5 separate regions of the Mus musculus genome follow, and all the other regions are linked to region 4. The links are chromatin contacts, called in public promoter capture Hi-C maps. All regions are on one chromosome and are shown on one strand. Each heading gives the region's core, a stretch centred on a gene start, on an enhancer-like site or on the middle of the called end of the contact. The rest is flanking DNA. Distances are from core to core; before and after follow the strand shown. Region 1 holds the start of Ccdc125 (coiled-coil domain containing 125). Region 2 holds the start of Arhgef28 (Rho guanine nucleotide exchange factor (GEF) 28). Region 3 holds the start of Foxd1 (forkhead box D1). Region 4 holds the start of 6430562O15Rik (RIKEN cDNA 6430562O15 gene). Region 5 holds the start of Cenph (centromere protein H).

Region 1 (2,709 bases), core at 17-2,516, 1.3 Mb before region 4:
ACCAACAGAGCCACCCTACACACCGTGCTGAGTCAATACTTTTTAAACAGATCTAAGGATGTCCCTCTCTTACCCTAACACATTCCATGGCTCCAATAAAGGTATGTCTCATTTGCTCACATCTAACAGATTCTCCAAGATATTTGTTGAAGCGAAATGAGAGAGGACACATTCCAAAGGGAAAAACTTAGGCAGCAGGATCTACCCCCACCAGCCTGACAACTTTGCTTTTAGCAAACAAGTTGATCAAACAGCTACCTACTTCCTGTCCTGTCCGGCTTGGTGGGGAAAAAACTAACATAAACCCTCCTTGGTGAACCATGAGCCGCTTCTCTTTGCTGTGGGCTGTATATATTAACTTTTAGCTTTAGAATAATTTTAGATTTACAATAAGTTGCAAAGATTTAGACCTCTATGCCCGTCACTTAAATTCCTCTAAAGTTAGCATCAGGGTACATTTATCAAAAATTGAGACAAAGACACCAGCGCAGGTTAAACTAAACCACACACTTCCGTAGATTTCCTGTTTTTCTCGAGGGCTTTTGTTCGTTCCTTTTTGTTTCAAGATATTGAAACCAGGATATTGCATAGCATTTAGTGCGTTACAGCTTTATGGCTCAAAACTAATAGTTAAATAATAGCAAGAAAAGACAGAAACAGAGTTTTTGAAATCGGTATTCTTCGGTGTCAGACCATTAATGGCTGGCTCTATGTGGGGAAAGGAGCCCTATTGCTAGTCTGACCACCACCTGCAGTTTCCACTCCTGGGCAGCTCGGCTCCATACCCTCCCCACCGCGGGTTCCCGGTGTCCTGGCCTGACGCTGGCACTCTGCGCATCCGTCCCAAGGATCGAACCTTCCGCTGCGCAGCCCGCGCGCCCCTTCAGAGGCTCACCCCACTCCGCCACGCGTCCTCGGGCCACGTGACTGCACGACCACCGCAGGGGACCCGAAAGGATCGCCAGGTCCGGGTGGGCCAGCGGCGCTTCAGCTCTCCTGAGCCCAGTATCCGTGCCTCCGTGCAACCGGATGTTAGCTGCCCTCCTCCAACTTCAGCTCCAAAGCCGGATGGACAAACCGACGGGCAAATAAAAGTCTGAGATTTAGAACAGACTGGGGCAAGGTGAGCGTCAATACATGGAAAATTATGAGTCCCAACCTTGGGACTTCAGGAACCCCCTAAGAGAAAAGTGTGCCGGAGCTGGGGTTCCCGGAGAGGTAGATCTCGGAACACCGGCTTTCGGCATTAGAAAGCCCGGTTAGGAACCCTGAAGGCAGCCTGGGCCAGAGGGAGCGCTGAAGCACAGGCGGAGCGGGAGGCAATGCCTGGAGAGCGACCCCTGCTCCTTTCCTATCACAGGTGCTACCTCGCACTAACCCATCCGCCATACTGGATCAACTTCATGACCTTGTTGAAATGGTTGTGTTCTAATTCTCTGTGCCAATACCCTTAACCGAAGACTTTGTTATTTTCAAACACTTTCCCAGGCTTGAAGATTACTCTGGTAGAAATAGACATCAGATCCTTCTCTGGCACTAATGAACTTCGCAGACTAGAGCCAGTCTAGTCTGTATTGTCCTTAGTTACTTAGACATGAGGAAAATCCGACTTAGAACGGATTTTATCTTGGGAGTCTTTCTCATAAACTTCATGCAATCACCTAGCTACGTGATTCTATACCTGTGTTGAAACTAGTGCACTACTTCCAGGAGTGGCTGTGTGAATTCAAAGCTCATTAAAAAACATGTTTCAGACTGCCGGCATACTAATATATGTTATCACTCATGTGTTTGTGATAGTAAAAATCTGCAAACGTATGTCCACCGGAAAATTGATTAATTAAAACTAATATATCAGGACTCCTGGGCATGGGGGCGGGCGGGTAGGGGGATGGAGAAAAGAAGACACCTGGTGTGAACTGCAAGGTCCATTAACACGTGCACACATGTACTTACATTCGTCTATTCTACAAATACACCGCACACACAAGCAACTCTTTTAACAGATGTGAAGTGTGTCTTTTTTTGAAGTGCTGGTAATCACAGTGAGCTTGTGACGGTTTGTTTGAGAATGGCTCCTATAAGCTTATATTTTTCGAATGCTTAGTCTCTGGTTAGTGGAACTACTAGGTTTGGGACCGATTAGGAGGTGTGACTTTGGTGGAGGGGGTGTGTCACTGAAGGTGGACCAGTCTCTCTCTTCTGCTTGTGGGTCAGGTGTAAGCTCTTAGCTACTGTTCCAGAGCGGTGCTCCCCACGATGATGGCCGTGGACTCACCATCTGAAACTGTAAGCAAACTTCCCAATCAGATGCTTTCTTTTATAAGTTGCCTTGGTCACGGTGTTTTTTCACAGCAGTAGAACAGTGAGTGACTAAGCCAGGTTTTGTACATCTAAACATTTGCCATCACTGAGCCACACCCCGAGACTACATTTAAGTCTCCAAATCTTTTTTTTTGTTTTTTGTTTTTTTTGTTGTTGTTGTTGTTTTCAAGACAGGGTTTCTCTGTGTAGCCCTGGCTGTCCTGGAACTCACTCTGTAAACCAGGCTGGCCTCAAACTCAGAAATCCGCCTGCCTCTGCCTCCCAAGTGCTGGGATTAAAGGTGTGCGCCACCACTGCCCGGCAAAGTCACCAAATCTTAAATCAGATTTTTTTTTTCTTCTTCTGTGACAGGGTTTCTTTATCCTGGCTGTCCTGGGACTTGCT
Region 2 (2,700 bases), core at 98-2,597, 1.2 Mb after region 4:
CTTGAAAACTACTTGTGTGTGGTGTGTTGATTCAGCCAATCTCCAGTTGACTTTTTCACATTGAAAATATTGATGTTCGAGAAAAGTGTTATTGCTTTTATTTTTTATCTTCGGGACTTCGTAGTTCTTCAGTGGAGAACACTCTTCTTTGGGACCTAAGGTTCTGCAGTGTGACATCAGAGGATATGAATACAAGTGTCAATACTGCAAGGCCAATGTCAGGTCCTTTATAAAGAAGGAAGGGCAGCGTTTGCCCTAAGACAGGGCTAAAGACCTCAGACCCTGGGTTTTGTTTTTTTGTTTTTGTTTGATTTGTTTTTTGTTTTTTTGGTTTTTTTTTGCCATCCTGCCATTCTTTAGGCTCTGGTTAAACAGGTATGTTAGGAGGGTGGCCCAGGGCATCTGGCAGTGATGGTTTGGGACGGGCCAACACATCTCTCCTGTCCATGTAGTCGGTCTGTCTTCTTGAGAAAAATAAAGGTAATATTAAAGGAACTTAGAAAAGTAGACGCTTAATTTTATCTTTAAAGCTGGAATAATCATCTTAAGCTTATTTTATAGTAAGCTGTACAATGGCGAGACTTTTCACTCGGGACAACTCAGTGCTAAGTGCCTCAGTGCTTTAAGATCCAAGGGGTCCTTTCACATTGTTAGGTGTTGTAAAAGTGGCTATGGCTTTCTCAAAAACAAACAAACAAATGTTGGTGCCGTTTAGGCACCTGTTTGCATAAACGCATAGGGAATCGAGCCTGCAAAGCTTTGGGCCAGAGGAACCTCCATCATCCTCATGAATTAGAGGGAGTCGGCTGTTTTAAAATAGTACTTCCTATTGTAACAGACCCGGGCACTATTATGTCCCGGGTGTGGTGGCTTTGAGCTGAGGACAACCCGAGCCTCCCTCTGGCCTGGCACGGCTCCCTTTAGGAGCCGACCGGCCAGCTCCTTCCTCCGGCGCCACTAGGGCGTGGAGGCCCCCGGGGCGAGCGGGCGCCGCCGCCGCTAGGGTGCAACCCTGCCCTGGCCCAGCAGGTCCCGCTCCGTGCCCGCCGCCGGAGGAAAGCCGAGGCGACCGGCCGCCGCCCCGCGAAGGGAGGGGGCGGCGGAGCCGCAGCAGCTTCAGGTTTCCTCCTGGAGCTGGTGGCGGGCGCGGCCATGTGATGAGGCGGCGACGAGCCCGGCTGGCCAGAGGTGGGCAGGCGGGGACCAGGGGGCGCAGGGGGTGGCCCCAGCTGTGGGCGCGGCGGGCGGGCGAGCGGGGGTGGGGTGGGGTGGGGGGAGCTGCGGCTCCGCCCCTCGGTGCGGCCAGCGGAGCGGAGGGGCGTGGGCAGCTGGGGACCGGCTTCCCCGCTCCGGGCGACGCTGGCCGGCGGGTCGCCCTCGGCAGGCCTCGGGGACAGCGCCTGGCCAGGGCTCCTGGCGTTCCCGAGCCACAGCTCCAGGTAAAGGCGGATTACGGGAGCCATCCCTCTTGTCTCCCCGCAGCCCTGGGCGAAGTTTGCCCACCGGAGTTCTCAGGGGACAAAGTTTCTCTAGGGTCCCCGAGGACGCAGGGGTCTGCAGAGGTGGTGAAAGGCTGCACTCTGTCGGCTGGGCAGCCCGAGGAATGGGCGCCGCCTCCTGGTACCTGGGGATGGCAACAAGTGCATGGCGCTGCCGGGTCGGAGGCAGCAGCTGTGAAGCGCAAACGGGAGGCAGCGGCCACCCCTCACCCTCTCGGGCAAGCGGGGTGGGAGGGGGCAGAGGGTGACGGAGCTCAACCAAAGCTAGTTGCAAGCGATGGAAATCAGAGGCAGGCGGCTGGAGAAGGGTGAACCTCGAGAGCCTGGTTCTCCTCTTCCCATCTGTGTTTCTGGCCAGCTTCACCTATATGCTTGGTGTGTGTGTGGGATGTACCCCAGACTGCTGGTCAGTCTCAAGTTCAGGACATTTATTTCTTGTGGAAACGTTTGCTGAGTTTATAAAAGCATCTATGGTCATCTTGTTTGGGAGGGGCTTTTAGCATTGGGTGGGAATCCGTGCGCTTGTGCCATGAGTTTCTCTGGAATACTCGGTTGTGGGTGGTAGGGGTCACAGGTGGAGAAGGCGTTCTCGCTTGCTGTGAGCTCTGTGAACGCTGGGTGTTCAGACCACCCAGGAAACCCAGCTCTGGTTTCCCAGACACCAGTTAGGTTTCTAAGGGAGACTACTTTAGGAGCCCACAGAGCCTGCCTATTGGTTGCAGCTGGGTGGGCCCAGGGGAAGGGTAACATCTGTGTTTGCTAGCATCTGACTCCCTGACCCCTGCTCAAGTGCCAGCCTCTACACACTCCAAGTTGTAGAGATTGAGCACTCGATTCTGCACCAAGCAGTCAAGAATTACAGTTATAAAGAACGGACACACTGCTTTTCTGTACTTTGCCCTCTCGTGTTCCTAGACCCTGAAGCTGTCTCAGTAAAATGAAATTCTATTCTCAACAACACAAACAAAATCAAAGGCTTGCCCTAGTTAGGCTCTGTGGAAACCACTTTGAACACGATAATTCAAGCTCTGATAACCTTTCCTGGGAAGCTTTCCATAGCTCTATTTTGAGTTTTTATGTGAATGTTAAAACAAATAGGTGTTTGTCTAATCTTGATGAATAGTAGCGCTAACTCCTTTGGAGTGTTTGAAGGAAGAGAACATTGCAGATGCCTTTTGGAGAGGTTGTAGCATTTCAAAGT
Region 3 (2,700 bases), core at 37-2,536, 1.1 Mb after region 4:
TGGAAGGCGGCGGCGGCTGCCGCGGCGGCGGCAGCGAAGAGCGCGGAGGGCGGCGCGCAGGGTGGCAGCTGCAGGCCGTAGGCGCAGCCGTAGGCTCCGTAGCCGCAGGCGGGCGGTGGCGGCGGCGGCGGGAAAAGCGCGGCGCCCGGGTCCCCTGCGCCCGCCGCCGGCCCCGCACCGCGCAGCAGCAGCGCCTCGGCCGCCGCGTGGGGAGCGAGTAGCGGCTGGCGCTTGAAGCGCTTGCGGCGCCGCAGGAAGCTGCCGTTGTCGAACATATCTGCGGACTCCGGGTCGAGCGTCCAGTAGTTGCCCTTGCCCGGGTTGCCCGGTTCGCGCGGGATCTTGACGAAGCAGTCGTTGAGCGACAGGTTGTGACGGATGCTGTTCTGCCAAGCGGGGAACTTCTCCCGGTAGTAAGGGAAGCGGCTGCTGATGAACTCGCAGATCTCGCTGAGCGTCAGGCGCTTCTTGGGGCTCTGCAGGATGGCCATGGTGATGAGCGCGATGTACGAGTAGGGCGGCTTCACCAGCGGATTCTTAGCGCCCCCGCCCGTGCCCGCGCCCGTACCACCTCCCGCGCCGCCTCCCGCTCCGGCGCCGCTGCAGCCGCCCGACCCGGTCCCCGGGGCGGGCGCAGGACCCGGAGGCGCGGGGGACGCGGCGGGCCGGGAGGCCAGCAGCAGGTCATCGTCGTCCTCCTCCTCCAGGTCCTCGAGATCGTCCTCCCCGGCGTAAGAGCGCCTCCGCCGCTGGGCCGAGCTCGGCAACCGGGACCCGCCGCCGCCGCGGCCGCCGCCGCCCTCGTCGTCATCGTCCTCCTCCTCCTCGTCGTCCTCGCCCTCCCCCACCACGTCGATGTCTGTCTCCTCCGCGAGGCCGGAGGCATCGGACATCTCCGTGCTCAGGGTCATAGCTGGGGCGGCGCGGTGGCGCGGCGGCACATAGGGGCACCGGGCTCCCGGCTCCCTGGCCTCCCCAGGCCGATCCCGGAGCGGCGGACCCGGAGCGAGGACGCCACTCTGCGACGCGCGGCTGCAGGAGGTGGCTGGGGCCGCTCCGCTCCGCTACTTGGCGAGCAGGGCTGTGCGAGGTGTTTGCGCTCCCCGGCTCGGCGGGCACCGGGTGGCGGGCGCTCTAGACTTGACCTTTTCCACTGTGGTCCCTTTAGCCCGGTTAGTCCAGGAGGGGGTGGCTGGACCCTGGCGGGCCAGTCGGTGTCGGGCGCCCAGAAGGGCGCGGGAGGAGTGAGAATCTAGAAACGGAGCTCGGCAAGGCCAGGGCTGAGTCCAGAAGAGGGCGGACCTTGTCTGTGCTTATAGCAGAAGGGGGCCTGTCACATGGTGTGCACGTCAGAGCGCGGCCCAGGGAAGGAAAAGAAAGGCGAGGGAATCGGCGTGTAGGAAGAGAAAGTTCACCCGCAGGAGGGGCAGCAGCAAGAGTTGGAGACTGAAGCCCACTATTTCTTGCCAAGATATTGGCTATCCTGAATCCCACCCTAGCCAGCCGCGAGCCGACCCGAGAGCTACAGGAGTTCAAACCCCCAGCCTTATTCTCCCGGATTAGCCCTCAACCCTAATCTCAAGCGCTCCGGGGACGCTTCGATTGGACAACCCAGTGGCCTGTAGGAGTCATCCCACTGGGGACAACTGCTCTATGTGTGAGGTGCTCACTGGAATATTGAGCGAGGGAGTCTGGTAGGGTGTCCCAGCTCTCTGGACTGGGCCAGTCTCCGCCTGTGGAATCTGATGAAAAATCCCCCATTTTGAGCACGGTAATAATTGTTTATTGACCCTTTAACCCTTTCCCTTCGGTTCTTCTCCAAAGACGTTTGTTTTCCGCCATCTGTTAATAAAAATGCGGTTAGGCTGGCGTTTTGGTCATTTATCTGCAATTGAATGCCCTAGAGACTTGACAGCTAAACTAAGCCACTCTAATGAGAGCATCTCACAAATTCCATGGGAATAGAGCAAGCAATGGTTGAATGAGGAAAAGAAATAGAAAATTGTAATGAAAACCCAAACACACACAGAAATTACACATAGCAGCAACTCAAACACTGTTGAGATGTTAGGAAAAAGAGCGCTATACTTTTCAATAAAAGGTATTTCTAAAGGAGCATTTCACACTACTTTCTAAATACTGGAATTATTATAACTTACACACAGTGTTGTTCCGGAAGGATTGATAGTAGAAAGGACAGTAGCAAAGATGAACTTTGAGATCAATTTTTTATTTTGGAAAATACATTAAATGCTTTTTATACTCTTTTTTTTAAAAAAAAACCCGACTTTTAAATTTTAAATGCAGGATGCAACTCCACTCGATTCATTTTTCTTCCAAGTGGCAAGCTAATAGGGATGATTAAAGTATTATTCTGTTTTAAGGTCACCTGTGTTTACCACCAGCTAAATGTTTTGTTCTGGCTGGCGGGAAATCCGAATAATTGTGTAATCCGAATTCATTTTGATAGCCTAGCTTTCTGGATGTTTGCCTTTTCTGAGATGTTTCGATTTCAAATAGGGAACTTTGCCTTACCAGTTTAACTTTCTGGTTAAAATCGCCATTTGCCAAGAACTGAATAAAAATTCAATGGCTTTCTCTAGGAACAATCTCAAATGCTCTGTGTGTCATTGTATCAACCAAGTGTTTCTTACTTCCTGAAGTGACTTGTTCTAACTGGTATTCATCACAAAAATAAGC
Region 4 (2,700 bases), core at 132-2,631:
TCCCCCACAGGTCAGCCCTTCCCTCCTGCCTGCTTACAGCTCCGTCTGAGAGGGCAGCCTGGTAGGGTCAGTGTAGCAGCCCAGAGACTTACTAAAAGCATTAATCAATTTAAGTGCTTCTAGACACAGATCACCAGAGAGTGACATTTAGGACCCCAGCTGCAGCTGAGAGTCACATGTGCTCGCACCCCGAGGTGACTTAGCGTACAGCATAGGATCTGGCAGAACGGCAAAGGGGGCCAGACCGATGGGATCTAAGGAGCAGACTAATTATAAAAACAGACCCAAACAGATGACCTCAGACTAATGAAAAGCAGGCAACAGGAAGAAAATGTAAACTGAAAACCATTTCTTCCTAACATAATTTTCCAGGTAGTCTGAGGCCAAAGAGAAAGCCAGGAAATCTCAACTGTGAGGAGGTTGGCTTTGTCCAAATCCCAGCTCACTGCTGGGTCACATAAGCCGAGACTCTCCCGCCCAGGCCTCCTGTGAGGATAAAGGAAATGGGGGAGGGGGCTTACAGCTGCTAACATAGCTAAGGTCACAGATGGCAGGCTACAAACATGTGTTTCTGTTCTTTCTTGGATGCTCAGACAGTGTCCCATGGCAGTAAAAGGGCTAGAAGCTAGTGAAGACAAAGGTCTCCATCCTCTGAGACGCAACGGACAAAAAACGGCCAAAAGTCAAAAAGCAATCAAAACTGAGTACAACATTTACAAAACCCAGGCAAACCTGACGCCTGACAGTGGCTCAGCAACCTCAGGCAGCATTCAGCAGTGTGGTCATTCTTTTTTTTAATGTTTTGTTGTTGATGTTGTTTTTTCAAGACAGGGTTTCTCTGTGTAGCCCTGGCTGTCCTGGAACTCACTCTGTAGACCAGGCTGGCCTCAAACTCAGAAATCCTCCTGCCTCTGCCTCCCGAGTGCTGGGATTAAAGTCGTGCACCACCACGCCCAGCAAGTGTGGTGATTCTTGTTTTCTTTAAGTTTTATACACTGACAAGCAAAGTTAAGAGAAAGAACTGTGTCTAAGTTCTCTACTCTGCTTTGTCCTTGGGGTATGACAAGGAACATCAATCTTTTTATTCTTAGTTTCAAATTACAGGAGAGAAGCTAAGAATGACTTCCCTTCAGAAGTATTGGGGAGAAAAAACCCTAAAATACCATGGGATCCTGTGCTACGGCAAGGCCTGCCATTGCTGGGTCAGAAGAGACAGACTCACGGGCAGGAGCCCAGCTCTCCTTCCTGCTGTGAAAAGGCACAGTGCAGCAGCAGGCGTGGGAGGAGAATTCTCCCGCTCCTATGATGACATCATAACCTGAAAGTACTTCCTTCTTTTTGTATTAAAGAGACAAGAAACAAAGCAGAGAGCAGGCTCAGGGATTTTCTTCCCTGACACAAACAGCAGAGCATTTGGGACAGAGAGCTCACTGACAGTTTGAGTGCTCAGCACTGTTCTGGAAACCTGTCCACAGGCAGTGTCTCTAATGGCCCTGCTGAACAGCACAAAGCTGCCAGCTAAGCGCCACAAAGGATTCGTGAGTCTTATCTCTGCTGAAGCTGTGACTGACCCAGCACATTTGGTGTAGTGTAGAGAAATGGCTGGTCACTTGCCACCCTGAGTGGGAATCAGGCTGCTGTTGAGAAGCCGCTGGGGTGCCGTGCTGCCCCAGGGAACGGAACCGTGACATCAGCTCAAGCATGAAGTCGTAACAATGCCACTGCTTTCCCAAAAGGCCACGGTCTGTGGGAAGGAACACAACTGCAATTCTTGATGCGAGTTTTTCATGCCTTTGTGTGTGACTGATGCAGGAAAAGGCTCAGTTTCTACTACGAATCACCTGAAAGCGCTCGAGGTATCGGGGAAGCTTGGACTGTTCTGGTTCCTCAGTGTCTAGCTGCTCCACCAGGTTTGCTGAGCCCAAGCCATCTTCACCTTCCTGAGGCTGTGCCTCTGAAGTCTGGACATCTGGAGACGTCACCACCTTCAGGACTCCATCCAGCACATCGAGCTGTAGGGCACAGGAGAGTCAGGAGGACATCTGTTATAGACTTGACTGTGTGCAGGCCAACTTCAAAGTGTGTGTTCCTTGGTTATAATGACTGAGAAAGAGCATTAATGATATCAGCATAATGTGCCATGGGAGACACTGGGTTGAGGACCTCAGGACAGAAATGAAAGCTGAGTGGTGAGCCTTGGCATTTCAGAGTCAAGGCCACACAGAAGAGCATCTCCAAGGGTGTAGGCTAGGCAGCTAGCCAGCTCCCAGGGCTTCATGTCTCTCTGCTCCCTCCCTGCCATTACCGGACGATAACTGCACTCCTGGGCCTGGCTTTTTAAGTGGTTCTGGGGATCTGAACTCAGGTACGTAAGCTTGTGAGACAGATACTTTACCAATAGCCAAGGATAATGGAGAAAAGTGCTATGTAGTCTCTCCATACTACAGGAGGGGTAAATCCACCAAAACTACTTAAGTTTCTATTCCACCGCCGTAAATCCCTTTTGGATGGGGGAGGTGGTGAAGAGGGTGGTATTTATTGATCTGAGCTTGAATGTAAGGGAGCAGACAGCTTTCCTTTCACTTAATGATGTATGAATCAACAATAATCTGATTTTCCATTGCCTTTTTGACAGCCACACTGAAAATGTTTGTGGTTTCTTTTCATCCTTTTAAACGGAATAAATACCAATTCTGCACA
Region 5 (2,700 bases), core at 134-2,633, 1.4 Mb before region 4:
GAAGATCTGGTTCAACTGAAGACAGCTACAGTGTACTTATTTATAATAGTAAATCTTTGGGGCTGGAGCAAGCAGGGACTGAGTGAGGGGTGGGGGCTGACTGGAGTGAGCAGAGGTCCTAAACTGATTTCCCAACAACCAGATGAAGGCTCACAACTATCTGTACAGCTACGGTGTACTCATATACATAAATAAATGAATCTTTAAAAAGACAAATGGCAGCTGTAGTACTTTGATAACAGGACTGTGTTAACAATAAGCATGGTATGATCAACTTGGACAAAAGCTATGAAGGACCACAGCCCTCCCCTTCAAAGAGCTGCTGTTTTGTTTGTTCTGCAAGGACTTATCCCTCAAGTGACCACGCAAGGCTCATGTACAGCATTTTCGCCTCTCAACGTCAAGGCTCAAGTGTCAAGTCAGCGACACTGGGGGCACCCAATTCTCAACGTGATTTCTAATCCCAACCCTCTGACAGGATCTTGACATGTTCTCTGTCTCATACTCACTGTGTATCCTAGGCTGGCCTCGAACTCATCACATTTTTGCCCAACCTCCTGCTCTAGGATTGCAGATACCCTTTCCAGTTTCTGATAGAATTTTCACTGATAGTCGGATGGAGTACCCGTGCCAGGAACTGAAAGGGCGTGTTAGTGGCATGGTAAAGTCTGGAGAGCATGTGCCAGCACTGCCTCCTGGTTGAGGCATTCATTTCTCCACTAAACTAAAGGTATGGCCCTCAGGAGTTATAATAGGGACCCCAGATCTGTTCTCGGAACAGCAAGAAAGCCTTTCAATATAATATTGCAGGTTCACAGTACTTGGAGGATTGATAGTCCAAGATCGGCTTTGGCTGCATGAGACCCTTTCTCAAAGTGAGAGTAGAAGCTAGAGAGATGATTCAGCGGTTAAGAGCACTGGCTCTTTGGAGGACCCAGGCTCGATTCCTAACCCCCACATCAAGTGGCTTACAACTGCGTGTAACTCCAGTTCTGGAGGGAATTTGATGCAGGGCAAACCCATTCTCCAAACCCTGACCTGGAGTGTAATAATAGGGGCAATAATAGCGCCAGCCAGGACGACTGTTGACATCTGTTTAAGCACTAAGTTTTACCCCTCCGGGCCACGCTAAAGATACAGTTTAAGTTATATCCTAAGTTTTCTCAAGACACTAGGCATGCTAGGTAAGAGTTCTACCACTGAGCCCCGTCTCCATCTATCCCTACCCACAGGCTTCGATGGCCTGTGTTGGTGAAAGTCTTAGCTAGAGGAATAGAATCAATTGTGGAAAGAAGCCTCAGAAAAGGAACGCAGCACGGTAACCACGGCAACCCGCTGCAAGGGGAGAAGCAGAAGGAGGGACTCAGGGCGGAAGGGGCGGGACCCTTCCGGAAGGGTAGGAACTTCCGGAAACCAATTTCGTGGCGGGAAGAACTGCTGGGTTATTTTCTGTGGCGTTCAAACCTGCGGGCCTTTGCAATGGAGGAGCAGCCGCGGGAGAGGTCTGAGGCCGGGGCTGAGGCCTGCGAAGAGAAGCGGGGTCTGTCGCAGGCCGCGGAGGAGCGTATCGAGGACCGTATCAGCCTGCTGCTCAGGTGCTCCCGGCGGGCATCCGCCCCCACTCGGGAGGCTCAGGGTTCCTATTCAGGTTCCCTGGCTGATTTAGGGCTCCGAAGCTTGCGGCACCATCAGTTTCACCGCTTTAGGCCTGTCAGTGGGGAAGAGAGCCGCAAAAGATGCCCTCCGCGCAGAGAGGCTAGTGGGCTGGGGTGGGACATTCTGCAGGAGGACGTGGCGCTGTGCCCGTCTTGAGCCAGGCTTGCGACCCGGCCTCCGGTGCTGTCTTGCCACTGTGGTCCGGGCTGGCTGAGCAGTACCTACCGCCAAGTTACAGGACACAGTCCACCTTGAGGACCAAGACCCTTTGCTGACCAGAAGCTTCGGTTGTTTATCGTCCTACCAGGACGATGATGCTCCCCAGTCAGCAGTTTTTAGAGAAAATTTGGCGGCCAGAAACTTTAGTCTAAGGCCTGGACCAAGTTTATCCTACTGCCTATGGTGAACTCTTCAAGCTAAGAAAAGCAGCGTCTGGTGTATGCGTAGCAAGAGCCATACAGCTCAACTACAGCATAGTTTTTCCGTATTTAAATAGAGATAGGAGCCAAACATTTTGTAATGCATGAAATCTAAATGTTAGTGTTCATACAGCTTATTGGGACACAGGTTTCTGGTACAGGGTCAGAGTTACATAGTTAAAACAGGCTATATGACTGCCAAGTCCTAAATTATTTGCTGTGTGGTTCTTTGCAGAAAAAAAAATTTAACAGGTTTTTTGCAGACCTTTAAAATGCATAACAAAGGGTTGGAGAGTTGGCTCAGTGGTTAAAGAACTTGGACTGCTCTTCCAGAGGTCACATGGTGGCTCACAACCATCTGCAGTGGGGTCTGATACCCTCTTCTGGTGTGTCTGAAGAAAGCAATGGTGTACTCATATACATAAAATAAATACATCTAAAAATTTTTTTAAAACTCATAACAGACTTGTTTTGAATTTTTGAGACAGGGTCTTGCTGTGAAACACTGGCAGCCTATAGCTGGGTGGCGGTGGCGCACGCCTTTAATCCCAGCATTTGGGAGGCAGAGGCTCGGATTTCTGAGTTCGAGGCCAGCCTGGTCTACAGAGTGAGTTCCAGGACAACC

What was found. Promoter capture Hi-C pulls out the DNA fragments that hold promoters and counts their contacts.
Region 1: a contact with region 4 is called in a promoter capture Hi-C map of liver, with 4 times the contacts expected there. The contact joins the promoter of Ccdc125 here to the promoter of 6430562O15Rik in region 4. A contact is called at or near these places in 2 of 39 promoter capture datasets (both in liver).
Region 2: a promoter capture Hi-C map of liver shows a contact between it and region 4, with 3 times the contacts expected there. The contact joins the promoter of Arhgef28 here to the promoter of 6430562O15Rik in region 4. A contact is called at or near these places in 2 of 39 promoter capture datasets (both in liver).
Region 3: a promoter capture Hi-C map of liver shows a contact between it and region 4, with 3 times the contacts expected there. The contact joins the promoter of Foxd1 here to the promoter of 6430562O15Rik in region 4.
Region 5: a contact with region 4 is called in a promoter capture Hi-C map of liver, with 3 times the contacts expected there. The contact joins the promoter of Cenph here to the promoter of 6430562O15Rik in region 4. A contact is called at or near these places in 2 of 39 promoter capture datasets (hippocampal neurons and liver).

The regions. Positions count from the first base shown.
Region 1 is chr13:100,668,038-100,670,746 of GRCm38.p6, reverse strand. Ccdc125 (coiled-coil domain containing 125) reads right to left here and starts at 1,266. Exons shown (of 12, transcript NM_183115.5): 1 at 896-1,266.
Region 2 is chr13:98,204,812-98,207,511 of GRCm38.p6, reverse strand. It overlaps Arhgef28 (Rho guanine nucleotide exchange factor (GEF) 28), which reads left to right and starts at 1,347. Exons shown (of 36, transcript NM_012026.2): 1 at 1,347-1,439.
Region 3 is chr13:98,352,831-98,355,530 of GRCm38.p6, reverse strand. It overlaps Foxd1 (forkhead box D1), which reads right to left and starts at 1,286. Exons shown (of 1, transcript NM_008242.2): 1 at 1-1,286. The coding sequence starts at 911.
Region 4 is chr13:99,411,507-99,414,206 of GRCm38.p6, reverse strand. It overlaps 6430562O15Rik (RIKEN cDNA 6430562O15 gene), which reads left to right and starts at 1,381. Exons shown (of 2, transcript NR_015515.3): 1 at 1,381-2,365; 2 at 2,636-2,700. Mrps27 (mitochondrial ribosomal protein S27) reads right to left here. Exons shown (of 11, transcript NM_173757.3): 10 at 1,842-2,012.
Region 5 is chr13:100,774,582-100,777,281 of GRCm38.p6, reverse strand. Cenph (centromere protein H) reads left to right here and starts at 1,383. Exons shown (of 9, transcript NM_021886.2): 1 at 1,383-1,595. The coding sequence starts at 1,480.